Linked DNA regions of Mus musculus: all the other regions are linked to region 4. Evidence: chromatin contacts called from public Hi-C and HiChIP or PLAC-seq data. All regions are on one chromosome and are shown on one strand. Each heading gives the region's core, a stretch centred on a gene start, on an enhancer-like site or on the middle of the called end of the contact. The rest is flanking DNA. Distances are from core to core; before and after follow the strand shown.

The links. Hi-C and Micro-C count contacts between places; a contact is called where the count stands out from the background. HiChIP or PLAC-seq counts read pairs in DNA pulled down with a chosen protein or histone mark.
Region 1: an H3K4me3 HiChIP or PLAC-seq map of bone marrow-derived macrophages shows a contact between it and region 4, with 6 times the contacts expected there. The contact joins the enhancer-like site here to the promoter of Kcnj2 in region 4. A contact is called at or near these places in 8 of 39 promoter capture datasets (cranial neural crest, embryonic stem cells, frontonasal cranial neural crest and 5 more), 5 of 484 Hi-C or Micro-C datasets (bone marrow-derived macrophages, embryonic stem cells, granulocyte-monocyte progenitors and 2 more), 16 of 115 datasets of contacts at active chromatin or transcription factors (acute myeloid leukemia, astrocytes, bone marrow-derived macrophages and 12 more) and 3 of 9 other capture datasets (adipose tissue, embryonic stem cells and liver).
Region 2: a contact with region 4 is called in an H3K4me3 HiChIP or PLAC-seq map of bone marrow-derived macrophages, with 4 times the contacts expected there. The contact joins the enhancer-like site here to the promoter of Kcnj2 in region 4. A contact is called at or near these places in 9 of 39 promoter capture datasets (the 3T3-L1 cell line, 3T3-L1-derived adipocytes, HPC-7-derived erythroid cells and 6 more), 8 of 484 Hi-C or Micro-C datasets (the HPC-5 cell line, bone marrow-derived macrophages, cerebellar granule neurons and 3 more), 7 of 115 datasets of contacts at active chromatin or transcription factors (acute myeloid leukemia, bone marrow-derived macrophages, embryonic forebrain and 2 more) and 3 of 9 other capture datasets (adipose tissue, bone marrow-derived macrophages and liver).
Region 3: an H3K4me3 HiChIP or PLAC-seq map of bone marrow-derived macrophages shows a contact between it and region 4, with 5 times the contacts expected there. The contact joins the enhancer-like site here to the promoter of Kcnj2 in region 4. A contact is called at or near these places in 4 of 39 promoter capture datasets (cranial neural crest, embryonic stem cells and maxillary cranial neural crest), 5 of 484 Hi-C or Micro-C datasets (the C2C12 cell line, bone marrow-derived macrophages, cerebral cortex and 2 more), 17 of 115 datasets of contacts at active chromatin or transcription factors (VIP interneurons, acute myeloid leukemia, bone marrow-derived macrophages and 12 more) and 3 of 9 other capture datasets (adipose tissue, embryonic stem cells and liver).
Region 5: an H3K4me3 HiChIP or PLAC-seq map of bone marrow-derived macrophages shows a contact between it and region 4, with 2.4 times the contacts expected there. The contact joins the enhancer-like site here to the promoter of Kcnj2 in region 4. A contact is called at or near these places in 7 of 39 promoter capture datasets (the 3T3-L1 cell line, 3T3-L1-derived adipocytes, the HPC-7 cell line and 4 more), 2 of 484 Hi-C or Micro-C datasets (cortical neurons and ventricular fibroblasts), 8 of 115 datasets of contacts at active chromatin or transcription factors (VIP interneurons, acute myeloid leukemia, bone marrow-derived macrophages and 5 more) and 3 of 9 other capture datasets (adipose tissue, embryonic stem cells and pancreatic islet).
Region 6: a contact with region 4 is called in a Hi-C map of cortical neurons, with 2.6 times the contacts expected there. The contact joins the enhancer-like site here to the promoter of Kcnj2 in region 4. A contact is called at or near these places in 5 of 39 promoter capture datasets (cranial neural crest, frontonasal cranial neural crest, hippocampal neurons and 2 more), 2 of 484 Hi-C or Micro-C datasets (both in cortical neurons), 5 of 115 datasets of contacts at active chromatin or transcription factors (bone marrow-derived macrophages, embryonic limb bud, embryonic stem cells and 2 more) and 3 of 9 other capture datasets (embryonic stem cells, liver and pancreatic islet).
Region 7: a contact with region 4 is called in an H3K4me3 HiChIP or PLAC-seq map of stem cell-derived neural progenitor cells, with 15 read pairs. The contact joins the enhancer-like site here to the promoter of Kcnj2 in region 4. A contact is called at or near these places in 5 of 39 promoter capture datasets (cranial neural crest, embryonic stem cells, liver and 2 more), 3 of 484 Hi-C or Micro-C datasets (bone marrow-derived macrophages, epidermal suprabasal cells and pre-B cells), 10 of 115 datasets of contacts at active chromatin or transcription factors (acute myeloid leukemia, astrocytes, bone marrow-derived macrophages and 6 more) and 2 of 9 other capture datasets (adipose tissue and embryonic stem cells).

What each region holds. Positions count from the first base shown.
Region 1 is chr11:110,650,423-110,654,582 of GRCm38.p6, reverse strand. No RefSeq gene overlaps it. Among named protein-coding and RNA genes, the nearest start is that of Gm46300, 100 kb to the right of the region's middle. Within about 2 kb of position 2,217, at least 9 of the 459 cell types and tissues checked have an H3K27ac peak or open chromatin away from gene starts, as enhancers often do.
Region 2 is chr11:110,696,244-110,699,939 of GRCm38.p6, reverse strand. No RefSeq gene overlaps it. Among named protein-coding and RNA genes, the nearest start is that of Gm46300, 150 kb to the right of the region's middle. Within about 2 kb of position 1,634, at least 36 of the 459 cell types and tissues checked have an H3K27ac peak or open chromatin away from gene starts, as enhancers often do. A contact at or near this core is called in acute myeloid leukemia, bone marrow-derived macrophages and macrophages, where this site is marked.
Region 3 is chr11:110,602,650-110,606,763 of GRCm38.p6, reverse strand. No RefSeq gene overlaps it. Among named protein-coding and RNA genes, the nearest start is that of Gm46300, 53 kb to the right of the region's middle. Within about 2 kb of position 1,578, at least 14 of the 459 cell types and tissues checked have an H3K27ac peak or open chromatin away from gene starts, as enhancers often do. A contact at or near this core is called in the C2C12 cell line, acute myeloid leukemia, bone marrow-derived macrophages and 1 more, where this site is marked.
Region 4 is chr11:111,064,508-111,068,630 of GRCm38.p6, reverse strand. It overlaps Kcnj2 (potassium inwardly-rectifying channel, subfamily J, member 2), which reads right to left and starts at 2,467. Exons shown (of 2, transcript NM_008425.4): 1 at 2,297-2,467.
Region 5 is chr11:110,725,499-110,729,543 of GRCm38.p6, reverse strand. No RefSeq gene overlaps it. Among named protein-coding and RNA genes, the nearest start is that of Gm46300, 180 kb to the right of the region's middle. Within about 2 kb of position 1,718, at least 7 of the 459 cell types and tissues checked have an H3K27ac peak or open chromatin away from gene starts, as enhancers often do. A contact at or near this core is called in bone marrow-derived macrophages, where this site is marked.
Region 6 is chr11:110,798,028-110,802,003 of GRCm38.p6, reverse strand. No RefSeq gene overlaps it. Among named protein-coding and RNA genes, the nearest start is that of Kcnj16, 200 kb to the left of the region's middle. Within about 2 kb of position 1,778, at least 10 of the 459 cell types and tissues checked have an H3K27ac peak or open chromatin away from gene starts, as enhancers often do. A contact at or near this core is called in cortical neurons, where this site is marked.
Region 7 is chr11:110,670,991-110,674,964 of GRCm38.p6, reverse strand. No RefSeq gene overlaps it. Among named protein-coding and RNA genes, the nearest start is that of Gm46300, 120 kb to the right of the region's middle. Within about 2 kb of position 1,739, at least 6 of the 459 cell types and tissues checked have an H3K27ac peak or open chromatin away from gene starts, as enhancers often do. A contact at or near this core is called in neural progenitor cells and stem cell-derived neural progenitor cells, where this site is marked.

The DNA.
Region 1 (4,160 bases), core at 968-3,467, 410 kb after region 4:
TCTCTCTCTCTCTCTCTCTCTCTCTCTCTCTCTCTCTCTCTCTCTCTCTCTCTCTCCTCCATCTGAATAGCATTATAAAGCTGACCTTGTCTTTGCTCCATGCTCCACAGCCGTACCCTCTGCTCCAGGGTGCCTTCCTGTTGCCATCTTAAAATTCCTTACTTTCTGGAGGCCTTTGATCCTTATTTGACGCAAGACCCTGAAAATACTACAAAGCTGACTCTGACAGTGACATTTTCCCCCATACCTAAAAGCCCCAAGTACATTTGCATTCCAGACATGACCTGACAAACCCTTGTCAAGTGGGGCAAAGTACAGGTGAGAGATCACCTAAATCAGAAAGCTAAGCACCACCAGCTGGGGCTCCATCTATGCACACTTGCCACAGTTGGCAGATAGTCAAGGACCTGCGTTCCTTTGCTTGGTCAATAACTGAAACAAAACCCAAGCCTCCAGCCATGTCACATGCTAACATGGAGGGGACCAGGAATGTCAGAATTATGACTGGCGTTACTTGAAAAGTCTTGTACAGATGTTGGCTCTTGCTCTCCGACCCCAAGGAAGTTCAGGGCAAAACTCAATGAATTCAAGGAATGTGTGTTAAAAAGAACCAAAGAGCAAACCTGAATGTCTACTCTGGTGTAGAAATCAAAAGCTACTTATCTGACACTTTAGTTAACATTCTTTAATGGAAACAACAGCAAAACCCATCCAGACAACTGGAACCCAGAGCATGTTTTACCCTGTAGTTAGTCATTTCTTAAGGACAAGAAAAAAAGTTATCAGGTGTTCATGTGCCTACTGGAATAAAATACCTACTTTGTGTCTGCTGGAGAAAGATCTGTCACCCTTCTTGTCCCTCCCTCCCCCCACCAAACACCCATTATTTGATGGAGGGACAAGGCAAAGGATCAAATTATGCATTCCCTAGTTTTCCTTTGTGGCTGTGTTAATAAAGGACTTTCAACACAGAATGAGGCCAAACCAGTAGATTGCTGGTGGAAGACCCCAGAAGTGGCTTTTATTAAAAGAACAGGTTCTTATTAAAGAGCTTCTTTTTTAAGGAGCTGGGGAGGAGGCTGAAGCGCTGAGATCAAAATCACGAGAGTGTAAGTTGGGTTCCCCAGCACCCTACTAAAAAGCTTAGTGGGGATGGAGAGGTGCTGGAGAGACAGATCAGAGGTTGAAAGTTCTTATTGCTCTTGAAGGAGACCCTGGGTCAGTTTCTATCAGTCACGTGGGGATCCACGATCATTTGTAACTCCAGTTCTAAGAAATCCTATGCCCTCTTCTAAGCATCTGTGGGCACAAGACGTGCACATAACACACATACATGCATGCAAAGGAGGCATTCATGCACATGAAATAAAATCAATAAACCTTTAAAAGAAAAAAATCGCCAAGCATGATAGCATGTGCCTGTGATCAAAATGCCAGGGAATCAGAGACAGAAAGATCCCTGTGGATCAGTGGCTAGCTAATCTGACCATATCAAGGAGCGCCAAGCTGATCGAGACACTCTGACTCAAATGTAATGTGAAAAGTGACTGAGAGAGATATCTGATATCAATCTCTAGTCTCCACATTCCTATACAAACATGGACACACATGGACACGTATGCATATATATCACATAGAGAATTTTCTATTTCTTCAAGTTGTCATATGTGTGTATGTGTGCTGAGAAACTTTCTGAGTGCTTAGTGCGTTCCCTGGAGGAAGTGAGTCACGGACTAGGGATGGTCCTTGAGCCCTAAACCCAACCTCCATTTTCTGTTCACTGCCTGCTTCCTGAGTGTGGATGAAACGTGGCTTTCCAGGCTTCCATTCCTGATGCCACCACGCCCTCCCTACCTGATGAGCTGCATCTGCTAGAACTGTGACACCAAATTAAAGACTGTACCCTTCCGTTGCTTTTGTCCTGATAACTTTATCACAGCAGCAGAAAAAACTGACGACGACATTTCCCATAGTGAAAACTACGTAAAATGTCTTTTAATGCATTGCTGTGGTCTTAAGTTTACCATTTCTTCACTATTTAATATTAGACAAATTGCTGTCTGAGCCTGTTCCATCTGCTTCGATTTTTATAGCGATGGCTGCCTTTTGAAGAGGTCAAACAAATGAGGTTGTGTGTCCAGAAAACAGTAGTAGTTCCCAAGGGAAAGGACCTCTCTGCTGTGGCTTGGTCTCTTCTCCCAGGCAACCTGAAAAAGAATCTGCTACTAGACCTCAACTGAGCAAATTCCTTTCCTTTGTCCCTGTGTCAGCCAGAGTCTAGACTAAGCTTACATCTCTGCTTACTTTCTGAAATCAGATAAGGCTACAAGAATTCAGCTTGCTGAGTGGAGAGCTAGAGCCCTAATCTCCCCTGTGACCTCCCTCCCAACTCCCACCCTTTTCAAAAGAATACAAATATATGTCTGGAGTTTCCATAAACAGGAGCACGTGCCAAGCAGGTTTGTGTGGACGGCAGAAAAATGTTCTTTTGATTCCGATCCTGAAAACACATCACCGAACAAGTGTTCTGAGGAACGGTATCAACAAGGGCTTTCTGATTAAACCAATTCCAAGCTGCCCATAACAAACTAATTAGGCAAACTTTCCATGATTGCCAGTGTCTATTTGATAGGGCTAAGCTTTCTGGCTATTTCTAACTAAGAATTTGTGACCAGACTCACCCCTGATTCCCATGACGGCTAACGATGTAAACAAAAAGGTGAGATACCCAATATTGTTTACCCGGTGGTCATTCCACTATGCTATCCATCCTTAAGGTAAGTCTGTGTAAATAAATGCACTGCTCTTCCAAAGGGATTGGTAGAGAAGACTTGAAGACATGCAAGGCTATCTCCATTTACCGGTCAGGAAAAGATATCTTCCTGGTTTCTAACTCTAGCTTTAGTTTTGGACATTGGATATGGTTTTTCTTAACACACCAGGGTCTTTATACTTTCCAGAACTGTGCTTCAGGACTGGAAGAATAAAGACAAGGTAGAAAGAAAACTCACAACAGCAGCCAGCATGTGCTAACAGCGACTGTGCTCCAGGCATTATTAGACATTCCCTATGGAGCAATTCATTGAGCAAATACCGGTATCTAGTTTATGTTTAGCAAGTATCTGCTTCTGCAGATGCAACAGTGATGGCCATGCATAGAAATCCACGGCTGCATGGGGCAATTGGGAAACAGAACCAACTATTGAACTTAACCATCAAAGAAGTATATAAGGACTACCCTTTATAATTAATTCCCCTTTACCGTGGGAAGGAATTGAGACATATAAAGTATGTCACTTCTTTAATTCTAGTGGATGATAAAGCTAGATTTTATATCCAGGCATTTTCTCTCCAGAGCCCAGACTCCTTGTCATTTTGATCTTTCCTGTCATTTTTATATATTGCTACCCAAAATAGCAACTAAAGTAGACCCAAAGTGACACTCTACCTAGGAAACCTTGCTGCACCAAATAATTCCAGGACACATTGTCAGGTCACTGACCCAAGACAGATATGCAGAACACAAAGTTGGATAGGTTGGTTAAATCATACCTGAGGAGGGCATTGTGGTACACAGCTGCTGATGTCAGGAGTAGGGATGTGGGTGCAGCTGATACAGTGCTTACTGCATAGACGTGAGGAGCTGAGCTTGCTCCCTGGCATCCAAATGGTGAAGGAGAAGGAGGAGCACCCAGGTGCCATAGCAGACCTTAGAACCCCAGCACTGAGGAAGTGGAGGCAGGAGGATCCTGGAGCCCTCTGGCCTCCCAGTTAGTAGAACCATCAAGCTCCTAGTTCAGTAAGAACCCTATCATAAAGAATAAGAGGGGGACAAAAACAGAAAAAAAAACCACAAAACAAACAATACAATACAAATATATATTGAAAAAGGAAAACCCACCCAGGCCAGTCTTTTCCTTACCCTAGGCCACCCTCACCAGCTTGACTTTGTGCCAACGCTCTTCCCAATTATTATCATGGAATTTTAAACCTCTGAATTTCGAAGGTGGTTCAGTCTGTAAAGTGCCTGCCTTGCATGAGGACTTGAGTTCTGTTTACCAGACCCCATATAAGAAGATGGACGTGACGAATCACACTTGTGTGACAGTGATGGCAAGGGGGAGGTTGGAGGTATGTGGATCCCTGCAACTCACCTAAGC
Region 2 (3,696 bases), core at 385-2,884, 370 kb after region 4:
GAAAATGCACAAGATTCCCAAAGATATGCCCACAAGCCAAGCCAATCTGATAGAGGCAATCTTCAACTGAGGTACCATCTTCTCAACAACCAAGATTAGCCATAGATTAGCCATTATCTTTCTTAATCTTCTCTCTCCCCTCTCCCCTCTCCCCTCTCCCCTCTTCCCTCTCCCCTCTCCCCTCTCCCCTCTCTCCTCTTCCCTCTCTCCTCTCTCTCTTTCTCTCTCTCTCTCTCTCTCTCTCTCTCTCACACACACACACACACACACACACACACACTATGCCCCTTCTATCAGTTTTTATTTTCAAATCACTACCATGTCCTCAAACTCTCCCTTGGCATGGAAAATGAACAAAAATGTCAAAAGACATCCCTGAATGCTTACGTTTAAAAAGTTTTAATGCAACTTTCCATAAGTTTTGTCAGGGTTAATTGCTCCGATATCAACATCTCCTTACTAAACCCCTCCCTGCCAAAACAAAGGGAAAAGACTATAAAAAAGTAAGACTATCAATCCTATGAAAAATATATGTAATCCTAGAAAGTTGCCTTTTTTTTAATTTATCTAATCTAAATTCTTGAAAGTAGATCTTGAGGTTATTGAGAAGTTTATATTTTGAGGTGGGACCCTAGCTAGTACATTTCATTCTTTATGAGTAAACTTTGTATAGGAAAAACTCTACTTAAAGATCTCACCTTTAATCCTTTGTCTTGATTTGAGATCCAGTTACCTCCAGCTTCTCTCCACTGACTTCTTTTGAATTGTCTAGCTTCTACAAAATTTAAACTGCCCAAGCTATCTTAATTCCTGGGCTAGCACTTGCCATTTGTAATGACCCATCACCCTACATTTTCCTTAAGCTTACCTCTCTCTCTGCACCCGCATGAATAAGGTTTGAATTAAGATGATTAAGCCACTACTTTTGCTCCTTGCAGGGCTATTCCAAGATGCTTTGTGCATTACAGCCCAGGATGCTATGATATCCGAGATGTTTTTTCCTCTTCCAATCTTGGCCAAGTACTTTAAAATGAACAGAGAACTTTGTAAGGAAAGGAAGAAAGAAAGAAAGAAAGAAAGAAAGAAAGAAAGAAAGAAAGAAAGAAAGAAAGAAAGAAAGAAAGAAAGAACAACAACTATGGTTCCAAGAGTGGGTGAACATTCCAGAGAGGTTCTTGTTCCCCCCCCCCAAACAGGTCTGCCCATCCCTACAAATAGCATTCTTGTATGAATAGTCCCGAGGTGAGTCACAAAACAACAAAGAAAACACAGTTTCTCAACGTGACAAAGGAAGGTTCTTTTTTTTTAATTTGAATTTGCATGCAGTTTATATTTTTAAACAGGAACTAGAAGAAAGGGGTTCCACTTTCAGTGAGCATATCCAGTCATGAGTTGCACTCTTTGCCCAGTTCCCTCAGTGGTGAAAATTTGGAATGGGTGACTATGACTCAATTTTGCTTCCTTTCATCTCACGGATTCTTCCATCCATTGTTTCCAGCATGCCAATGCACAAATTGTGTGCCAGCGTTGCTTCCAAACTTTAGTTCTAACCACACCACGCCACACTACTGAACCCTCCCCATCTTGTGATGTCCAAGTTTCCAGCATTTCCAAATTCTTCACAACCCTCTGTCACTCTCCACTCGGATTGTAGCCTCTATTAGCCCCTTGCATGACACCGCCTCAGCTAGCCTTCCCTGTGTCTCCTCTCTTTTGCCTAAAACAATATTTTTTTTATGAAATGCCACATTCCTTTTGCCTTTGATAACCAAGTGTTCTCCATGACTATAAATAGCTTTTCTCAACTTCACCTAGAGTCATTCTTAGAGGAATGGCTTTGCAATTGATTGCTGTATTTCTCACACCATTCACCTTTATCCAAAGTATACCAACATGTGTAGGCTTACCATAATGTCTGAATTAGTCTGAATCACCTTGGTCCCGTCATTGTCAGCTTCATGATAATTATCTTTCTCAGGTAGGGGATGGAGAAAACTCATATTGTATACTTTTTTTTCCATTCTACTGCCAGAAAGAACATGCCCCAAACATATTTGACACTGGTGTCACAGGAGAGAATGGGAAGGTCATCCTGAAGCTGTTAGGATGTGTATGTGGAAGAAGGAAAGTGAAGTGATAAGCAGGGGAAGAAGAAGCTAGCTTGAAAAGAATATGGCAAGAAAATTACTAACTCCCAAATTATCATAATTTCCAGCTAAGTGATCTACCCAAGAGCTGCAAGATGAAGCAGAATATTTCTCAACACTTATACACAGGGGTATAAGGCACAGGGACCCATTAATGCATAGAGATGCTGCAGGATAGAGGAGTATGGCAAGGGCTACCCTAACGGAAAATTTAAAGATGCTTCGCAGATTGTGCTGGGGTGAGTGAGTTTAGATTGATGTAAGTGTCCTTTCGATCTGTATCAATACAGGGTGAAACATCCTATGTAAAATAGAAGATTGAGACCAGCTTTAAAACTAAGACACATAGTGCACAGAAAGATGAGGACATGAGTAATGGGTACTTTTTAGTTAAGGGCTTCATGTCCCTACACTTCCACTCGTTCATTTGCAAAATGGAAGGGCTCCTGTTTACCTTTCCCTTGGTTGAATTGTTTTTAGCTCAGATGACGATGACAGCGAGGCCATGAGGAGCTGATGAAAGCCGGAAGATGAATCGCTGTTGTTGCTATGACTTCCTCTATTTGGAACCAAAAGTTTCCATGAGTTCAGCCTGGAAGTGAACACAGCATCGGGCCCTGTTGTGTAAAGCCTAGAAGGACCATCATCTTGGAAATTATTTTTAAAGCTACTGTGTGGAGATTGGCTAAAAGGCTTGAAACTTCTGAGACAGCTAAAGTTACCACCACTAAAAAAAAAAAATCTCCCTTGTACTATGAAATAATTCATTTCAGTCCTCACAATTCATCAATCTACACATATTCAGATATGGGCTTTTCAAGACAAAGGGGTTAATCAACCTACCCAAAGCCATGATGGTTATTTTACACCCAGACTACCCAATGCCAAAGAGGATAACATTCCCAATAATTCATTAAAACTTCATTATTTATCATATATTATATTATATTATATTATATTATATTATATTATATTATATATTATTGATGATTTTTATCACTTACCATTATTATTTCCCAAACTTGCCTGAAACTTGACAGGTAGCCAAAGCAGCCAAGGGTAACCTTGAAGACTCTTGTGCTTCTACCTCCTGACTTTTGGAATTACAGGTGTGTTGTCACACCACAGTCAACAAAATCAATTGTTATTTTAACAGAATTTTTAGAAACATGATACACATAAGTGAAACTGGTCTTTTGAAGAAATGAAAAGAGCTTACGTACTTCCTCTGTTAACCCCAGAGTGCCCGTGTCCAACATTGGATCTCCAGGAACATGTCCACTGATACCTTGGAATTGCTAGAAGAGAGTTCAGAAATGCTGCCTTTTGCACTTTTGCTTACTTTTCAATGCAACTTTCCTAAGTCTGAAATATGACAGCATCCCTACAGATCAGAAGGGTTGCATGATTTCAGAAACAGAAATGCCATTCACCAGTGGTGCCAGGGTTTGATGCAGTAGGTATTCTAGGTTCACATCAGTCCCAGTTGAATTCTTCCTGTATCACTTATGAAACTTCTAGTCAGCACTTGTCATGAGCAAAGCACAGA
Region 3 (4,114 bases), core at 329-2,828, 460 kb after region 4:
GAGGGAGGGAGAGAGAGAGAGAGGGAGAGGGAGAGAGAGGGAGAGGGAGAGAGAGGGAGAGGGAGAGAAAGGAGGGAGGGAGGGAGGGAGAAAGGGAAGAAGGAAGGAAGGAAGGAAGGAAGGAAGAAAGGAAGGAAGGAAGGAAGGAAGGAAGGAAGGAAGGAAGGAAGGAAGGAAGAAAGGGGAAGGGGAAAGGGAAGGGGAAGGGGAAGGGAAGGGAAGGGAAGGGAAGGGAAGGGAAGGGAAGGGAAAGAGAGAGAGAGAGAGAGAGAGAGAGAGAGAGAGAGAGAGAGAGAGAGAGAGAGAAAGAGAAAGAGAGAAAGAGAGAGAGAAAGAGAAAGAGAGAAAGAGAGAAAGAGAGAGAGAAAGAGAGAAAGAGAGAAGAAAGAGAGAAAGAAAGAAAGAAAGAAAGAAAGAAAGAAAGAAAGAAAGAAAGAAAGAAAGAAAGAAAGAAAGAAAGAAAGAAAGAAAGAAAGAAAGAATTCTGCAGAACCTGGATGCTCTTAGTCAGAGAAAATGCCATAGTGACTTGGACAGACTTGTGCATTCCATCCACACCAATCCTACCTGCATTTTTATCTTCCTGTGAACCAGTTCCCTTGAAGAGAGACATGAACATCTCTGTTCATGGCAATGCAGACTCTGCCACTGAAACACCACCCCTATGGATCACAAGGGTTTTTAATGCATCTCATCTAACTGAAAACTGCAAGAGGCTTAGAATTAGTTCTTTACATGCCTAACACTGTTAGATCCACTGCCACAGTTCAGTGAAAAAAATATATATTTTTCCACTTCTTCCTGATTGCATTTTACCCTCCTCTGCCAAGAAAATTTACTACATTTTTTTTCATGAGTTTCCTCGTGTCAAGTGGAACTTTTTCATCCAAATTTCACTGCTCCAGCCCATATGTCTCTTCTTTCTTTTTGTGATTTTATTTTTTTGGGGGGGAGGAGGGTTAGGATACCACATAACAAAAATGTTTCTCTTATATTAATGTTTTTACTCAGACAAAGTAAACCATTGCTCCTCGGTATGCCATCCGGGAGCCAAGAAGGACATGACTCACTCATGCAGAGATTTTATTTAAGCCATTTGCTCAGTGATCCAAGTAGATTAAAGACAGATCTGCTGCCCTAGGAGTGGCACTGGGGTATCAAGGATCATTGCCACTTGGTAGATAAACCACATGCGGCTCCTATGGCGGCCACTTCCCTTAGTCTCTGTCAACCTCATTAAACATTGCGGCACCTGCATTTAACGGGCTCTGGTTGACTGGGGGAGTACACTTACTGAGTTCTTGAAATAACCCAATGTTAATACAGTGTTCCCCCATCCCAAACTCCTGGGATGCCTTGGGAAAGCGGGTCTACATTTCCCTTAAGGATTCTTGAGAAATGAAGAAAGCAAAAGGAGAGAGTGGCAGAGAAGAAAGGGGAACATGAAAAAGGGGAAATAAGAGAACAGAAATAAACCGAGAGAGAAAACATTGCAAGTTTCCATTATTCCTCTCTCTGCCAGAGAATCTGGAATGTTAAATGGCTGCAAATTGAGCGGCTCATGAGTAATGGATTTGGTCTCTACCACTAGGGGTCAGAAACCCAGGACGTGTAAATAATACTCACACTCTTGAAACAAGGAACAGATGATGATGTCCCTGCAAAAGATGAACCTCAGTTTTCTTATTTTTATAGAAAAATATGTCAATTCCAGCATTAGGACAAACATCAAGAATGTTGTAGACGTAGGCACTTCCCAGTGGGTGCACATCTCAGACCATGAGGACTTTATGTCAGCTTTAACATTTCAGAAGAAAAACTGTAACTGGGATTGTAGCTCAGGTGGTTAAGGGCTTTCCTAGCACGAGTGAGGCCCTAGGTTCCCTTGCCAACACCTGCAGAAAGGGAGTATGGGGCTGGCTACCTGTAATCTCAGCACTTGGGAGGTGGGAGCAGCTGGATTGTAAATTCAGCTACGTGGAAAATTCAAAGCCAGCCTGGGATGTGTGAAGCCTTATGACAAAAAATAAACTAATAGGTTAACTATTTTTTAATAAGGTAGTGCATTCATTTTAAAATGTGTTTTCCTAACTCTGTTCATATTTCTTCCCTACCTTCTTTATCTTTCTTAACAAGATGCTTTTCTTTTGTTTTTTGTTTTTTTTGTTTTTTGTTTTGGTTTGGAGAGAGAGATTGGGAGAGAGAGGGAGGGAGGGAGAGAGAGAGAGAGAGAGAGAGAGAGAGAGAGAGAGAGAGAGAGAGAGAGAGAGAGAGAGAGACCCTTCTTCTGGTCTCTTCCCCTTTGCCATGTCCTAAGAGTCCTTTTGTCCATTCCCAACCTTCCTGTTCATTGACCTTCAGCTTCTCTTGGTCCTTTTTCTATTGTATTAGGCTTTGTCCACATTTATAGTCATTCCTGTGTTCATATGTATGTGTGCACATGTATACACTACACTCCCATCAGCACATTACATCCCCACATCTTCACCACCAGCATTTCCTGTTTTATGTTATCCAATCTCACAGGAATCAGGTGGTTTCTCAAAGTAGTTTAGCTTAAATTCCCTTGAATACTAAAGATTTTGGTTTCTTTTTTAAAATAGTTATTGACCACTGATCTATATCTCTTGTGAACTGTTGATTTCAGCCAGTTGTGGTGGTACATGCCTTTAATCCTAACACTTGGGAGGCAGAGGAAGGTAGATCTCTGAGTTTGAACCAAGCCTGGCCTACAGAGAATATTTCCAGGACAGTCAGAGAAATCCTATCTTTAAAAAAAAATCCATTTGTTGATTTGCACGATTTGGTTTTCTTCTTTTTACTGGTGTTTAATTTTGCATTTCATTGTAAATCCTGGATACTAGCTCTCTGTCTTGGATATAACTGATAAAGATGGTCTCCTATTCCTTTAAGCTGTCTGCTCTCCTAACAGTTTGAAAGAATGTTTGTGTACTTTTGTTGTTAAGGAACCCACAATTTCAAGTGGAATGTTCAGACAACAAGTTACTTAATACATATTTAAGGCCTCCCTGTATAATACCATAAGTATGCTTGATTGGGCAGTGTTACATACAATAGAAGCATTGTAATAGAGAAAGTTGAAATGACTGGACAGTAACTGTGAGGCATTCTTCTTGTAGATAACATCAGGGCTTAGAGGAAGCAGGAGTCTGTGCAAAAGGTCCAGCTGGAAAAATAGATTGAAAGTAAGAGCCGGCATAAGCCAGTAGAACCTGGAAATAAATAATCACTAGAGGGCAGAGGCTACGTTAAAGGTGCAGAAAGCAAGGTGGGATGATTAAAGGAAAATATTCAATGTTGGTGTTTTGTAGGCTGGGTAAAGGATTTGAGGTTCAATCCTTGGTGCAATGAGAAACTATTAAACAATGTTAAACTGTCCCTTTTAAGTGGTTATGAATGGATGATGGACTCTAAAGCAGTAGGAGTAGAAACAGAGACATCAATTATCAGGCTACTGTGGTAGACCAGATAGCGATTCTGATCATTTAGACTTTGGTAGTAACCTTGAAGCTGGAAAGAAGTCAATGGCTTGAGGTGATTTATAAGCCTCAGTGTTGAAAGAGCCATTAGAATGGATGTGTAGTGTGGTATATGAAGGAAGGAGTGTGAGAAGACCCTCACACAACTCTAAGATAGTTGACTTGAACCCCAAAGTATTTGATGATACAACGTCTTCAATTTCAGACCTAGGAAAGAGGGGTGACCAAGTTTAGAGCCATATAGGTAACCTGAGAATTCACCTCGGTCCAGAGTATGCTGGAAAAGCCTGGGACATACAGTATGGGACCAACAAGTTCTAGGCAAGGGGCATATGTCGGAGGCATCTGTCGTTTACAGGGGCAATCAGATTATTAGAAAACTAGTTCTTTTTCACCTGTGAAGGTGCATATGTGTTTGTGTGGATGCATATTCATACAGGTGTGTTGTGGGGGTGTGTGCATGCATGTGCGTGCATGTGTGCGCGCGCGCGCGCGCGCGTGTGTGTGTGTGTGTGTGTGTGTGTGTGTGTGTGTGTGTGTGTAAAGGCTAGAAGATAATATTAAGTGTAATACTGTTGAAACTGTTGGTTGGTTGGTTGGTTGGTTGGTTGGTT
Region 4 (4,123 bases), core at 1,218-3,717:
TTCTGAGAAACAGCTAACTCATAGTATAGTCAGATAATCGTCCCTGAAGGCCGTGTAGAGAGCCAATAATGGATTTGGTGAAGAGTAAAGAAGTCACCTTAAAGCTCAGATATTTAAGGATTCAAATCTATCGTCCATGGACATGAATAATCATTTGACCCAGACCACGGCCAATGAGGTTGAAAGCATTTCTGGGAAATTGAGAGGCTACATGTGCTGCTGTTCATGTTAAGACTATTTATAGGCAGATCCAAATTTAATCATAAGCAATGGAAAAAATAGTTCAGCGTCTCAATCTTAGGTAGATCTTAGAGGAGAGAGATGGAAGTAGAGGGATGAATATGCAGGGAAAAATGGGAGGAGATATATATATATATATATATATCCTCCAAGAGAACATGTGAAAACCAGATAAAGGTACTTCGGAAGAATAAATGAAAATCACAATGTCCTATAAGAAGCTTATTGACTCTCAGTGAAAAAGTAAGTTTCTAACTAAAGACAGGAAATATCAGAAGAAAAGATGCTGGGCGAAAGAAGTCTGCTAATGAGTACTTGGAGCAGCTATTCCCCAGCTGACGCCATGTAGACCAGCCCCAGAGTGCTCTGGGCACAAGTTGCTATGTGATTCCTATTGCTGCAGAGCAACCTCTGTGAAGCTCAGTAAACAGAAGGGAGGGGGAAGGACAAGTGCAGGGGGCGGGGGGTGGGGGGGTGAGACACCCATTTATATCTGTGTGAGTGTTGCCTCTAACATTGAGACACAGCAATGTTTGTGGCAAACTCTAGGCATGTGTACATGTCAAGGACAACTTGTGTTTAGCAAACAAGAATTTATATCTTTTTAAACGTTTTGAAATGGTACCACCCTTCAGGTAAAGATGGGTGAGGGACAAGCTTCTAAACTACTCAGAATTCAAAGAAAGACAGCTGGCCAGAGAGTTTCTACAAGGAGTGTCTGAAAGGGGCTGACTGCTTTGTTTGTGTTTGCTTGTTTGTTTGTTTAAGTAATTTCACAAAAATGCAAAACAAGATCCTTTACAGCTGTCAATCATGTAACAAAATAAATACCACAATATGAAGTGAGAGGCACAAAACAAATTGAGATGACCTTGACCCTGACTGTCACTGTTCCCACCATACTTGAAGTAACCTATTTTTCTCCTGAGCGTTGGGAAGTGAGTGTGTGTGTGTGTGTGTGTGTGTGTACTCAACTATGTAATGAAAATAAAAATAAAACCCTTAGATGTGGGTAAGAAGAGAAAGACAAGTGTAATGGTAGCTCACAGTGCACCTACAGAGCTGGTTTCCAAGAGGAAATACGACTGCCTATTAATTATTAATAGGAAAAGACAACAAATGATTAAAGGAGATATATTAATTCTCTTCTGTGCTTAACCAAAACAGGTTTTCAAGCAATGCCTTTATTTACTGCCAGGTATCTTCGGAGTTTGTGAAAATCTCTAGAATGGATAACCTCATCCAAATCTCCACTGACAGACTGAAGCAGACGGACGTGCGACTACCCATTTCCTAACTTGGTTTTTCCCTCAACTGTCATAGGAGTACTAGTTATGATGCAGTCGTTTTCCTCCCTGAATCAAGTTGCTTCGATCATTGCTTCCCTTAAACCACACTGTCTTCAAATGAGGAATTTACACCATTATTACTAAGAATAGCAAAGTACTTAGGGGAGACCGACATCGGATGGGAAAGTTTTGCGGTCTTGAAGCTAAAATCCAACTCTGGCTGCTACTTTTTTCCTTTTTTTCTCAGCAAAGGAACTTTGAGACTTGAGAAGCTCACTCTGGAATTTTGTGCTGTATCTGTAGCAAGGACTCCCCCTCCCCAAACACCAAGGATCTAGATTAAGTGCTAAGTCTCTTGGTCCGATCAAGCCCCAGTCTCCTTCTCTTCCTCCCTCTCACCCGCAATAAGAGGAAGAATCCACGCCAGGCTCGCGCTTGACTCTAAACCCAATATCTCCCTACAGCTGGTGCATTGGAAGTTATGAGCACAAACAGATGCTGCAGAGAAATCTGTTTCTATTGCTCAACTCTTCCAAGCGTGTCTCAGTATTTTTAGCTCTGAGGATGTTCTGGTGCGCACACAAACTATATAGGCAATGAGCCGGGACTCCAAAGCTTGCGGGAGGAAAGCATTAACAGCAGCCTGACAACTGGGCACCTCCGGAGCAGCCGGAGCTGTAGGGTAGAGGACTGTGGAGCAAGTTCATTGCCCTGGACACACACAGACAACCCAGAAGAGAACAGGAAGAAAACACAGAAGCCCTTACCTGTTGCTGGTACAGGATCATGGGGACATGGAGTGGAAGTGGGGATTACAGAAGCATGTAAGATCCAGTGGTTTTTGTGAAAGAGAATGAGCCGAAGCAAGTGAGAATTCCCAAGACACTGCTTGCCGGTGCTGGGAAGGCTGCGCGCTGGCCAGGGCTCCAGTGCGCTCTGCGATAGCCTGGAGGCGGTCCTTGTGATAACCGGCCTTGTTGGCTCCGCCCTCTGCCCACTGTTGGCCAATCGGAGCGCACGTGGCTGCGCTTCCCCCGCCCCGGGAACCGCCATCAGGAGGAGGAGGAGGAGGATCTCTACACCCGCGGACCCTGGCTCTGCCAGCCTCGGAACCTGCTGTGGCTTCCTCTACCTCCTCCAGCTGCCTAGCCTGGTCTGAGAGTCCAGCTCTGGGCTGAGGAGGAGGAAGTCGCGGCCCAGAGGGTACAGCAACAGGTGGGAAGCTCAGCCTCCATGCGGCTGCCTAATTGCAGCCTGGCCTTGGGCAAAGCTTCCTACTGGGTTCTGTGAGACCCACACTTCCCGGTTTCTTTCCACAGTGGAGGCCGGCTGTACGTGTTCCTGTATAAGGGCCCGAGAGGTGTCAGTGCCTGGGAAAGACGTCTACAGCAGGGAGGGAATAAATAACCACTGGGGTGCGTCTCCCTCCAGCCCTTTTCCAGCCTGTAGACTGTGGAAACCCACAGAGCACTCAACTGCAGCTTGCGGATAATCCTTAAATTAAACCTGGAAAGGGTCCCGGGACCCGCACTCAATACCCTGCAAAATTTAGATGTGCTAGCGATTGCTTGTCTGACTGGGCCGTTTCTCCTCGCAAATGATGGTGAATTACTTACAAAAAAAAAAAAAAGAAAAAAAATGCGCCTAGACTTCTCTGGGATGTGTGGGGGAAGGGAGGGAGCCGCTGGTTCCTTTCGCCTTGTCCGCCCTCGCCCTCGATCTTTCTCTCCACCACCGCCCGGCAAGCTCTGCTCATGTAAAACCAGAACAATTAGAGAGTAATGAATTCTCTGGAACAGCAACTCCTACAGACTCTCAGCTCTGCCCTCGCTCCAGCGCCTCCCCGTCCTCCTTCCCAGCAACCAGGCAAGAGTACTGCAGACCTTCAAAAACCAGCCTCGGTTAGCACCTGCATCCTGACAATTTATAAATGAATTCTCCACTGAGTGTGTAAAGCAGGTGCATGTTATCTCTGAGTACATTGGTATCGTAGCGAAGCTTTGCTTTTAAAATGACATGATGCGTTTAGGAGTCTTTTATCTTCCACGGAGTTTTGCAGTCCGGTTTAATGAATATGCTTCAAGCACCCCAAAGCATCTGCCTACCTTTAACTTAAGCCCGTAAAGACTGCCTTGAGTCACCAAACAACCTCTACAAAATATTTCGCGTTCTAGGTGGTAGGAGCAGGGCACACTTTTATGTGTACGAGTGTTGAAAGGAGCCGTTCTGAGCTGCTGAGTGGATACCCACCTCCTAGTCCCACATCCGCACTTGGCCCCTAGGAGGTGCTGGTGAAATGTGCATAGATTTTCATTTTACCTTAAGAAGCCTGCCTCTTTTCCTAGCATGAGCAATACACTTAAGAGGGTGCAGAATGGATCATGAAAGCCCTGGGACTCTTTTGATATCCAAATGGCATTTCATTTGCTGAGGCTGAATCCCCATCAAGCCCCAATACTGAGGGTTGCCATTTAAGCCCTTGTATAATGGGATATTTTTTCCCACAAGGAAAGTCTTCTTTATCATATATTAAGTCATATATTATTTATAAATAGCTTGGGTTAAATCTGCAAAGATGACTATATTAGAACCCA
Region 5 (4,045 bases), core at 469-2,968, 340 kb after region 4:
TCTAAGATAACAAGAGACCTTTAGGTATGGGGAGGGAGCTGAGAGAGGGCTAGAAGATGTAACAGAAATCGGTGGGTGGCATCTCTAAGACTGGGGAGGCTATAGGAAGTCTTTGGGGGGCACCCTAGCTGAGATTTCTACCAATGGGAGATATAAAGACTGAAGTGGCCAAACTCTATACCCAGGTGAGACTTCCAATGGAGGAAGGAGGACATTAAACCACCCACAAACCTTCCACCAAAAGTTGACCCACTAGAAGATGCAAAGAGATAAGGATGGAGGAGAAATTGAGGGAATGTTCAACAAATGACTACTCTAACTTGAGACCCACCTGGTGGGAGAGAGCCAACACCTGAAACTTAATGATACTCTGCTATGCTTGCAGACAGGAACCTAATATAACTGTCTCCTGAGAAGCTTCATCCAGCAGTGGATAGAAACAGATTCAGAGACTCTAAGCCAGACATCAGGTAGAGCTCAGGGAGTCTTGTGGAAGAGTTGGGGCATAGGATTGAGCAAGCCAGAGGTGTGAGAAGCACCACAAGAAGACCTATAGAGTAAACTAACCTGGGTCCATGGAGGTTAATACAGAGTGCACGACCAACCAAAGAGCATGCATGGGGCTGGACCTAGACCCCATACACATTTGTAGCAGATGTACAGCTTGGTCTTGATGTGGGTCCCCTAGCAACTGGAGTAGGGGTTTTCTCTGACTCTCTTGCCTGCCACTGAATCCCCTTCCCCTAACTGGACTGTATGGTTGGCTCTCAGCAGGAGAGGATGTACTTAATCCTGCTTATACTTGATGTCTCATCACATCAAGCACATAGACATGGATGGACACACACACAAACACACACACACACACACAGTGCCTAACCCCTGATAACCACAAAAATGCATCTTCTCTTAAAATCTCGACATTATCACATAAACACAATAGATTGCAGGTAAGGGTTTGGTTTGGTTTGGTCTGGTTTGGTTTGGTTTGGTTTGATTTGGTTTGGTTTTTAGAATTAGATTCTTTCATTCAACATAAGCATTTAAAATTAATCCAAGTTGCTTTGTGTGACAGTTCTTTTCATTTATTGTGTAAATTATCACACAGTTTATCTGTGTGATCTACTTAAAAACATTTAAGTTGGGTTTCAGCTTCTGGAAATTTTGAATAAAACTGCTGTAAACATATATGTGCTAATTTTTATGTGAACATACAACTTTCCAAATCTGTCTAAGATAAGGAATTCGTTGTGTGTTGCTGTGTGAACAAATGAACTCACGAGTCTTAAATACTTAAATCAATGCACACAAATTTATGTCATTGTTTCACTGAGTGGGAGAACTACACATCGGGGTGTCGTATCCTCCAAGATTTTCATAAGATATGATCAACCCATCCAGTGGTCTAGAGAAGATTCCAAGTCTAAGGAATGTTACTGGGTAGGGTTTGGTCCATTGTAGGTTCTTGTACTGATGACCTCAGTTCTTCTTTAGCTGTGGCCCAGTGTGGTCTTTCTTGCTTGCCACATGAATGTGCCCTAGGTGGTGTGATTCGGTATAACAATCTGCTTCCTGGAACACATTCCTGGGTAACTTCTCATATCAACCTTCATAGATTACCTGGTGAAAACCATTCAGATTCCTGGATCATGCACACAGCGAGTTCACTGAGGAATGGGACCTTTCTCACTCAGGAAAAAAAGCAGAACTAGGTGGAAGGGCTTGTGGTATAACACAATGGGGAACCACAGCCAATTAAATTGAAAGTTCAGAACTTACTGCCTTGTCTAGAGTGACCCCCATACAGCAGGGAGCCTTATCTTTGTAACCAGAGAGTATCGTCACACAGAAGAACTGCAAAACTCTGCCTCTTTATGTAGAAGAGAGCTCCCATTGGCAGTCTCCACTGGAAGTCATCCATAAAGAAACAACTCCAGTGGCCAGGGAGGAGTGCCCAGTCCTGAAAGTAGAATCCACCCTGTATACACTAGAAGCTCTGCTTGGAACATGTACAGATGCTCTCTGAGAATGTAACAAGGATCCTTTGCAGAGCTGGGGGTGGTACTTGGCTGTGAGTATTTAAACCACATAATTGGGGTATTGGAAGCAAAGTCTGCATGAAAATCTTGAGGAAGAGAATCTAAGACCACTGACAAACAGAGATCAGTCGTGAAAGAAACAAAATAAGGAGATGGGAAAGTCAAGGCCATGTGGGAACGTGAAGGTTCCATGAGCATCTTTATCAAAGGCAATAAGGAACGACTAAAGAAATTAAAGCGAAAACTGTTACTAGTGCTACATTTTGGAAAATTCACTCTAGCTGGATATAGAGTGAAGAACTAATTACAAGAATCAATGTTTTACAATTACAAGAGAGAGGGGGAAGGGGGAGGGGGGATAGGGGCAGAGAGAGAGAGAGAGAGAGAGAGAGCATTTAAAATTATAGATGTGGAATTAGTATAACAGAAGTATACCTAGAAAGATCTGGGATTAGATTTCAGATGAATAAGCATCGTGAAGAGAATAGACACTGAGAGACATGGTATGACATATGACTAGGATTCTGTCTGGGATAATAGAAAGGTTCATGGTAAACACATTATAAACACCTTTGAATTCAATTTTCATTTGACCAACTTGCTAGCTGTGTGTCTCAGAAAAGTCCCCTATGCCTTTGAGGCTTCCACTTTCTCACCAGAACGTTGCAGATGATAACATTGTCCCTTTAAGGATTCATGAGAGTATTAAAAGTGACCACTTAGAGAACTAGAGACATGGCTGCTCTTCCAGAGGACCCAGGTTCAATTCGCAGCACCCAAGTGGCAGCTCACAACCATCTGAAACTCCAGTTTTCAGAGAATCTGTTGCTTTCTTCTGGCCTCCACAGGTACCAGGCATGCACATGGTGCACAGACACACGTGCAGGCAAAACACCCATGTACAAAATAAAATAACATAATATAAAAATAATTTTTAAATTAATCACTTACATATTCGAGGTCAATCCACAAAGGCTGTTTAGCATGTAGAAGTATTGATAGCATGACTGAGCAGCAAACGGTGATAGGACAGTATCAAGAAAGAATCTTAATTACTCATTAAGGAAAATTACAACATGCATGAAAAATAAGTGAATGGCCATTGGGTTCAGTGATATGAAACAAAAAGGCATGAATGAATGAATATGTTGAATGGTCAGACTCTCCAAGAAGAAACTTCAATCAAAGAAATGGAAGAATTAATAGGAATGGCAGACATATTCAACATTTATAATCCACAATGTCTTCTCAAAGACCACACTTAATCATGTCGTTTATATCTAAATGTATGTTTTACTTCTTATTGAAAGCCAGTTCATACGGAGACTTATGAGGGGATGGGGGGATAGGATTGGGAACAGAGTGATCAGGGGGAAAAGGCATTCCATATAAAGTAAGCCATAGCTCGACAGTAATGCTTCCATGGGATTTTGGCTTCCCACAGGGCATACAGAACAAGAAGTTAAGTAGTCAATGAAGCAGAGAGAGAAAGTCATGGACTCATTCTTCCTTCCATAGATGCTCACAAGTCGGAAGAAAAACGGGGGACTAGACTGACAGTTCTCAGGGGGTGAGCCAGGCCATTCAGTCTTGCTGGATTGAGCAGCAGCCGTGGTACAGGGCAGGCAGGCTGCCACCAAAAATTCAGCAATCCTGGGCATGGAAAAAAATGTTGTGAGAGTTTCTCAAAGGGAAAATGCATGGCCCAGCCATTGAAGAAGATGGAAACAACGTATAAATAGATGCAGGAGTGTGGAGTTTTGATTGCCGAAGCCTAGGCAATGTGGAAAATGAGGGGAAAAGATGAAATAAGAACTGAATCTAATTATCCATTTTACTCTCTCCATGTACGCAAATCAGATGCTTGTGGACTCCCAGGAGAAATTCATATCCCCGCAAGTTATTCAGTCCCAGGGTTTGAGTTGCGGCAGATAAAAAGGAACTGTATAACTATATTGGTGTTTTAGCTGGGAGATGAGCTTCAGGCCCATAAACCAAGCCCAGTT
Region 6 (3,976 bases), core at 529-3,028, 270 kb after region 4:
TCTCTTTCCTGGAGTCTGAAATTTATTTACAGGTAATTGTTGACTGTCTTCGGGCAGAAAGATAAAAGACGGGAAAATTCCATCCAGTCTGTGTTCTTGCCATTAGCTGCACAAAGATTATAACACTTCACAGACCAAACTGAGTCAAATTTCACCTTCTGTTATGATTTCTCTTTACTGTCTCTGACACAGAAGCTGAAAAACAAGAAAGCGGTTAGACTGAAGAAAGAAAGGAGCTTTGAAAAAGACTTCCCCCCTGGCATTCAATTCTTACCTTTAATATGTAATTTGTAATTTGAATTTCATCACATGCATTGATAATCAGATGAATCAGAGAAATATTTCCCTTCTACAGACATAATGCAGTAGAGTTTCCAAAGCAATGTAGTATTTAACTTCAGGTATGAATCTGTGTTTTTTATTTAAGAGATTTCAGAATGGAGCAGGGCTTTCTGTGTGTTCTTGCCTATGACTTTCATTCATTGCACACACCCTTCATCACTCTTTATAAACTTAACTTTTTCTCCAATATAGAGTTCAGCAAGATGCAGAGTTAAAAAAATTAGCTCAAAGGAAACAAAACTAGTAAGAGCTATGTCTTCATCTGAGATCTCGTTGTTGGAAAGACTGGGATGGAGACTTTACAACAAAGCATAGCAGAGAAGCATAGCCTGACTTATAGAAAGATGGTTGATACTTAAAGCTTAGCCTTCTAACTCTTAAAGTCAGGCCACAGGCTAGCGAGTTCAGTGTATCTAATGCCTGCCACACAAGAAGGATGACCTGAATTTGCTCTCCATAACTTGAAATAAAAAGCTGGGTGTCGTGTTGAGCACTTGTAATTCCAGAGTAGGTTAGGTGGAGACATAGGGATCCCAAAGGCTCACTGGACAGCCAACCTAGCTACTGTGTCAGCAAGATCCAGGAAAGAGTCTGTTTTCAAAGCCACAGTGAAGAATGGCTAAGAAAGACACTTCATGTTGACTTCTCCCTACTCTATCTCTCTCTCTACCTCCCTTGTTTCCTCTCTCTCTCTCTCCCTCTCTCTCTCTCTCTCTCTCTCTCTCTCTCTCTCTCTCTCTCTCTCTCTCTTTCCCTCTCCCCCAACACTTATATTCATGCAGATAGTTCACACAAAATTTAGGCCAACAAAATGCAGCAATCACTTCAGAAATGAATAGAGTTTTACTGAGTTCCTTACAGAAAACACTTACATGAGCTACTGGCCAATGGGATTTTATTCAAGGGAATGCTTCTTCGAACAACTATGATCTAAGCATTCCTTGATCATTTTATTTTTTCAAATATTAAATGAAACCCAGACATACCTGAATCCTGGACGCTGGCCTTAAATTATACATACAATAGGCATATCATTGTTGGAAACTGAGAGCTGTAAACTGTGCTCCTGTGTGTCAAATTATAGCTCCGTGGAAGCTTTCCTTGTGCGTGCAGCCTCCCTTCTGATGTCTAGTTGCTATGTTTGCACTGGCATTTTAGTTGTTTGTCTTAACAATGTGAGTCCTTGCAAACAACTGCTCCTTGCCAAATTGGGTCGCCCCTTAGAAATTCCGCTTCACTATTATTCAAACTGATAGATCAAGACGGGGAGGGCATAGAGTGTCCACCCAGAGAGAAGCATCGTCAAGCTGAAAGAATGGAACATCATCACAAGTTATTGCCCTGAATTTCACCGAATCCTCTAGTCCTGTTTAGAAAGGATCCAGAAAAACCAAGGTTTCAGAGCCTGGAATGCATTTAACACTTAAGAGAATAAATGAATGTTGAATGAAAGGAAAAGCCTTCCTGTAAAGTACCATGAGCAATTCACAGAACATGCTGCTGTCAGAACTCACTGCAGAAACAAAATGGGGCTTCTAATTTGCTTTAATTAGGAAAAAAGAGCACCACCCTCGGAATGCCATTGTGTTTATATAGGAATCCAACCAGCTGACTGCCTGCTGTCACAGCCCTGGAACCACTCAGTTAAACAGTAGGACACAGTTGCATTTTATGAATGAAATACCATTAGTATGAAGCCAGAGATTTTTTTCCATGTTTCATTGGCTGTGACCATGCAAGGACAAGTGACCAAACACAGCACTTTCCAATTTTAAGTTAACCAGTGATCCCTTCCATGGCTAGAGTATTTAAAGTCCTTTGAAAGCATCAGTGTCTTTGTCTACAAAGCATTCCTTTTTGTTAAACAAAGACAACAAAAACATTCGATTCCTAGCATATGATACCAGCTTCTTATAATCTTACTAGAAGAGACCTGCTTTACAGGTCATCATGGAATCAAAATGTTGCTATTTGTTTTCTTTATAAAGCTGGAGGAAAACCTTGCAAGCTTTTTGCATGTCACAGATTAAACAATTGTTCAAGTTTCAGATGGCATTGTTGAATGTACTGACCATCTAAGCAGTGTTGAGTCAACTCTAGTCCTAGTGCCACATCAACAAATTATGAATCATGATTTGTGTGTATGTATATAGATGCACATGTGTTGGTTACATGTGTGTGCATGTGTGTGCACAGGTGTGTGCATATGTGTGTATGTGTGCATATATGTGTGTGTATGTGTGTATATACTTGTATGTGTGTATGCATGTGTGCATGCCTATACATGCTCATGTGTTTATGTGTGTGCATATGTGTGTATGTATGTGTGTGTGTGCGTGTATATATATATATATATTTGTGTGTATCTCTGTGTGTCCATGCATCATGTGGGTGCTCTTGTAGGCAGAGGATAATTTTGGGTTTTATTTCTCAGGTATCTACCTGTTTTAGGAGACAGGGTAAGCTACCTGGAAATGAGGCTCAAAAAGAATTCCCCTGTCTTTGTCTTGCTGCTGCTGCTGGGATTACAAGCATGCTCCTTCTCACTTGGCTTTTCTTACATGGTTTCTGGGGATCAAACCCAAGTCCTCGTGCTTTCAAGGAAAGCACTTCATAGACTCTGTGCCGTCAGCACCTATACATGTTGTTGTTGTTGTTTGTTTGTTTTACATAGGGCATCGGGAATGAACATGGCCTCTTGAAGTGGTCTACCACTGAGTTGTCTCCAGCCATAAATCACTGTAAAAAATCAGAGGAAAACATTGATTAGTTTTGAAACAAATCGCCCACCACTGGTACCAAAACTGTGTCTCATGCTGAAAATCTGGGAACAATTTCTGCTTCTTATTATCCTGTTATTAACTGGTTGTAGAAATTTGACAATGACAGCCTTCCGTATCTTATTTTTAACATGAGAAGTCATAACATTTTTCCTTTTACATAAATTTGTTGCAACCCAAAGACCTATCCATGATTTTAAAGAATTCAGTCATACCTTGCAAAACAATATTCCAGTCAAGACTGGACCACATATGTCACAAATGTCATGTGAGATTATATCATGTATCAATACCACTGCCACTGCTGCCTTAATTTAAATACACTCTATAATATCTACACAACAATGAAATTTACTAAGGAACTGTCAACACTGACAAAGGCTGCTTGACTGTTTATATTGCTCATTTGACGTTTCTAATGACTCTTTTTTGGTACAGATCAGCACTGTAGAAAGTGAAGCCAACCAAAGCAAAATCAAGAACTTAAAAATCAAGGTGCATCTAAGCATCTCTCACAGGAGAGCAAGTGTATGATTCTTGACAGCTGCAAGACATCAATAGGCTCCTAAGACTATTATTTGCATGTGGGCAACAGAGAGGTGTCCATCTTTCATTTTCAAATGCAAGACAGACATTTTCAGTATCCATTGTAATAATGAATAGCTAACACACACTATGTGCAAAGTTTAGCCATTATTAAAGTTGGCACTAGCTATTCCTGGGTGACCAAGTGTTACCTGCATCTCAACACACACACATGTTTAAAACCATCCCCTACCCTCTAAAACATCAACATTAATTGTGTATGTCTAACACTAATTCAAGTTTTCAAACTAGAAACATGGAAGATCTAT
Region 7 (3,974 bases), core at 490-2,989, 390 kb after region 4:
GTCCCTCCCATGGGGACCTTAACTTCTGTTCACACAGCTTCTAACAGGCATCCTTCTCAGTAGTCTGTGTGCAGACCGGACCAACCTACAAATATTTCTTCAATGGAAAAAACGGCATTTACAGACAGAGCAGAAAGAAATAACTTGAGAATGGCTGCCTATTTGTTCTGCCAAGAAGATACGGGTCAATGCCTTGATTCCTGTAATCTGAAATTATAAGTCATGGGTAGCCTCAACATTTAATTCTTATTCTGGATCCAATTTTGTGTTAGCCTCAAGAATGAGCTCTGGGTGGATCATATCAACAGAGCAGAAGAGTATGGTGCCCGCCCCGTTGCATTATGGATGCTAGAATGTGGCATAGAAGGAATACACTCACAAAGGTGAGAGCTGGAACCTCCCCTACTCCATGATGTTCAATGAACTCTCTAGCTGATACTCTGAAATATCTAATAGATGGTAGGAAGACCCACTGTGGAGCTCTCTGCTTACTCTTCACTTCTTTTCCAAATGTTTCATTTCCCCTAAAGAAGGAAGATTTCAATAAGCAGTAACCTTGGTACCCTCACAAGATGAGCCTTAGTTATCTGGCAGACCACAAAGAACCCCAAGGTACGTTAACTCTCCCAGAAAACAAGCACAGCCAGTTCTCCTTTGGGGAAGACGATCGGATCATCACAGAGGGAGATGGTAGTCTACCTAGGATAGACTTATCCATGGAAACCTGGGCCACATCCAGAACAAAGGCACTAATGAGCTTCTATCCCATGTCTGAGCAACACATTCTCTGTGCTGCTGCCTACTAGTGAACTCTCAGGTAGCTTTTTCATACAGTCTCCCAGGCTGCAAACCTTGGGTGTTACTTGTGCCAGCTATAATAACTCACACTGTTAATGGTCCACGTTCTGCTCATAAACTTGACTCACAGGTTGCCTATGTTCTCTATCAGGCTCTTGTCAATGACTAGTTAGTAAATTCATCCCTCATAGGTCTCAGATAACTGGTCTGTTACCAATAATAGAGCCCACTAGATAAAAGCCTAAAACCATTCACCATTGAATTCAGATTAAGAGAAGAAAAACATCAATTAAAATCCTTTTTCAACCACTGGTTTTAGGACTTTGTGGTTGATTTGGTGCTCTGGAAAAAAAGAGAGGCTAGCGATAATAACAGGTCAGTCCAAGAAGGACTATTCCTAAGGATGGAGTCCTGCCCACTCACAGTGCCAAGAGAGTTAGCATACATCTTCACCTTCATCTCCCAAGATATCTACTTCAGTCCTGACCTTCAATGCTTCTGGCTAAGATTTGATTGCCCTGGGCTTTCTGAGAACAACAATCTTAAAAAAAAAAAAAAAAAGGAACACGTTGTCCAATAGTTTGATGGCAGACAAGGGTATTTTGCCTTTGGCAATGTTCTTCACCCATTGAAAGATTTAAAGACTTTTCAACCCCAGTGTGCTATTCTGACTTTTACACTTTCTCAGAACCCTCTTAGTATCTTGCTCCCTAGTTCTAACACTGTGGTTCTCTTTAAGTTCATCCACGTCCATGTGTTAAATAAATCTCAAGGCGATTTCTCTGTTCTGACCCTTCTCTACCACACCCTCCTGCCTTGCTTCCCTTGCCTATTGTGAGCTCTGCTGTCTCCGGTTGCCAGCCCCCCTCCTTTATTCCCTGATGCTTCTGTGCTTCTTTTGTTCTCTGGCATTGATTTTGTAGTTCAGTGTCTATCTTTTTATCCCATTTACATGTCCTCAGCCATTCCTTCTGATCACCCAGAGCTCCCCAGAGGAGCCTTGATCCTCAGCCAGGCACAGCTGCAGACACTGGCACTGATTTTGCAGCTAGCAGAATCTTGCCTCCTCTGAGAAGAGAGATATCACTCCCAATCTACACACACTTAGGACAGAGCAAATGCCTCTGTGTTTCAGGATCAATGACCCTCCCCTTATAATGCTGTCTCATGTTTGACTTCACAATGAAGTTCAAGTCCAGGTTTATGTGAAATTCACTTGTTTGTCCTTTAGGGATCTCTTTTGACAAACTGAATATTGATCTTCCATCAATTCCCCTTTCATATTTTCCTCAATATTGTTCTTGTCCTTGTTAGTATTGAATTTTAATGACATCTACTTGAATTGATGATGTGTCATCCATATAGAAGTCACTATTTTCCTTTAAGTTATCCTCTCTATCCCCAGAGTCATAATTCCCCAAAACAGGGTACTTATTAATAGATCCAGTCGCCAGCAGTCAACTCATAACAGATTCACACAGAATGATAAACTGTTACAAAGTGTTTGACAGACACAATTTGAAGACATAATAGTCTACCAGTGTGGAAATTTGGAGAAAACAGTGAGAGTGGGATAATATATAAACAGGAAGAAGCAACTGAGTATTTCCTAGAAACAGCAAAGAGGTATGTGATGGTCTTGTAGCCAGAAGAACTACAATCCTTTTGAGGGCTGGAGGGAAGAGGTACATAAACACCATAGAACAGGAATTTAGAGATACCTAAGAAATGAAACAGAAGCCAAACCAAGTTGGTCAGGCCAAGAACAGTCATTTTGTCATAAAACCATAATAGTATATTAACTCTTTCCTGATTGGAATTCCCATCTACGTAAAATACAAAAGTCATTGCAATAAAACTTGTCAAAGTTTATTTGAGGAAATAACTAGTAGACTGAAATTTTGTACTTTTCTCCTTCACCTAGAAAAATCAAATGAAAGGATATGGAGATACAGGAATCTAGATCTCTACCTTTGGGGCTAGAAAGATGGCTCTGTGGTTAAGAGCACTTGCTGCTCTTGCTAAGGGTCAAGGTTCAGTTCCCAGCATCTACATGGCAGTCTGCAGCTGTCAGCTGTCTCTGACTTTGGCTCCAGAGGACTCAATGCACTCTTCTGCCTTCTTTGGGCACTGCAGGTACATGGTGAATTTACATACATGCAAGAAATATACATATACATGCAGACAAATATATAAATGAATAGATATATCTCCATCTTCAGTTTGAGTTTTTTTCTTTTCGTAATAACTTTGTTTACTCATAGAGAAAAAGGAACTCCGTTTTTAAAAGTCCATACCCAAAATAACTGCTAAATAATCATCAGATAAAAGTCTGACATAAATGTGTCATTGCTGCCTATGTTGACAATGAGGCCTATATATTTATGAAAAAATATATTTATGGAAGCCATACCTAAAACCACTCTAGAGAAGCTGGAAATGTAGTTCAGTGGATTTCTCCAGCATACACAAATCTGGGTTAATCCCCAACACTACACAAACCAAGATCTGGTGACACACACCTATAGTAGTAGCACTGGGGTCATGGAAGCAGGAAGATCAGAAGACCAAGGTCATTCTCAGCTACATAACAAATTCAAAACAACCCTAGGCTACATGAGACCTGTCTTTAAAAAAAAATAAATCTGGAAGCTATCCTGTTCTCATAAAATGTAAAAAGAACAACAACAATAATCATCTCTGTGATGCCACACCTGACAGAGAAATTTAGGGGTGCAGCCAACCTTGGCTGAGACTCCAAGTACAGAGGGTGGTACAGTCAGTTCACCCAAGGCCATGAACACCCAGATCCTGGCTGCTCACAACCTCGTAATTGCATGTTGGTTCAGGCTCCAGCAAGCTGCATACAGTCGCAGGCAGCAAACAGCAAAGTCAGAAGGGTTACGTGACTGAGCTGCCTGCGCGCGTGTTGGCCTTATAGCAGAGTCAGGAGACGCCAAGTAGCACGCAGCTGCAAGTCCCATCTTAAAGAAAACCTCGCTCTGCTTCATGCACTAGAAGTTGTCCCGTTCTGCTCTAATCCCCATAGAACACTTGACTTTGCAAACATATGTAGCAACAGAGCTCCCACACCCACCATCTTCCCTGCCCTCCCCACTCTACATCTGCAAACCTCTGCTGGGCACAAATGCAAAACAGTTGCCAATCATCCTTTT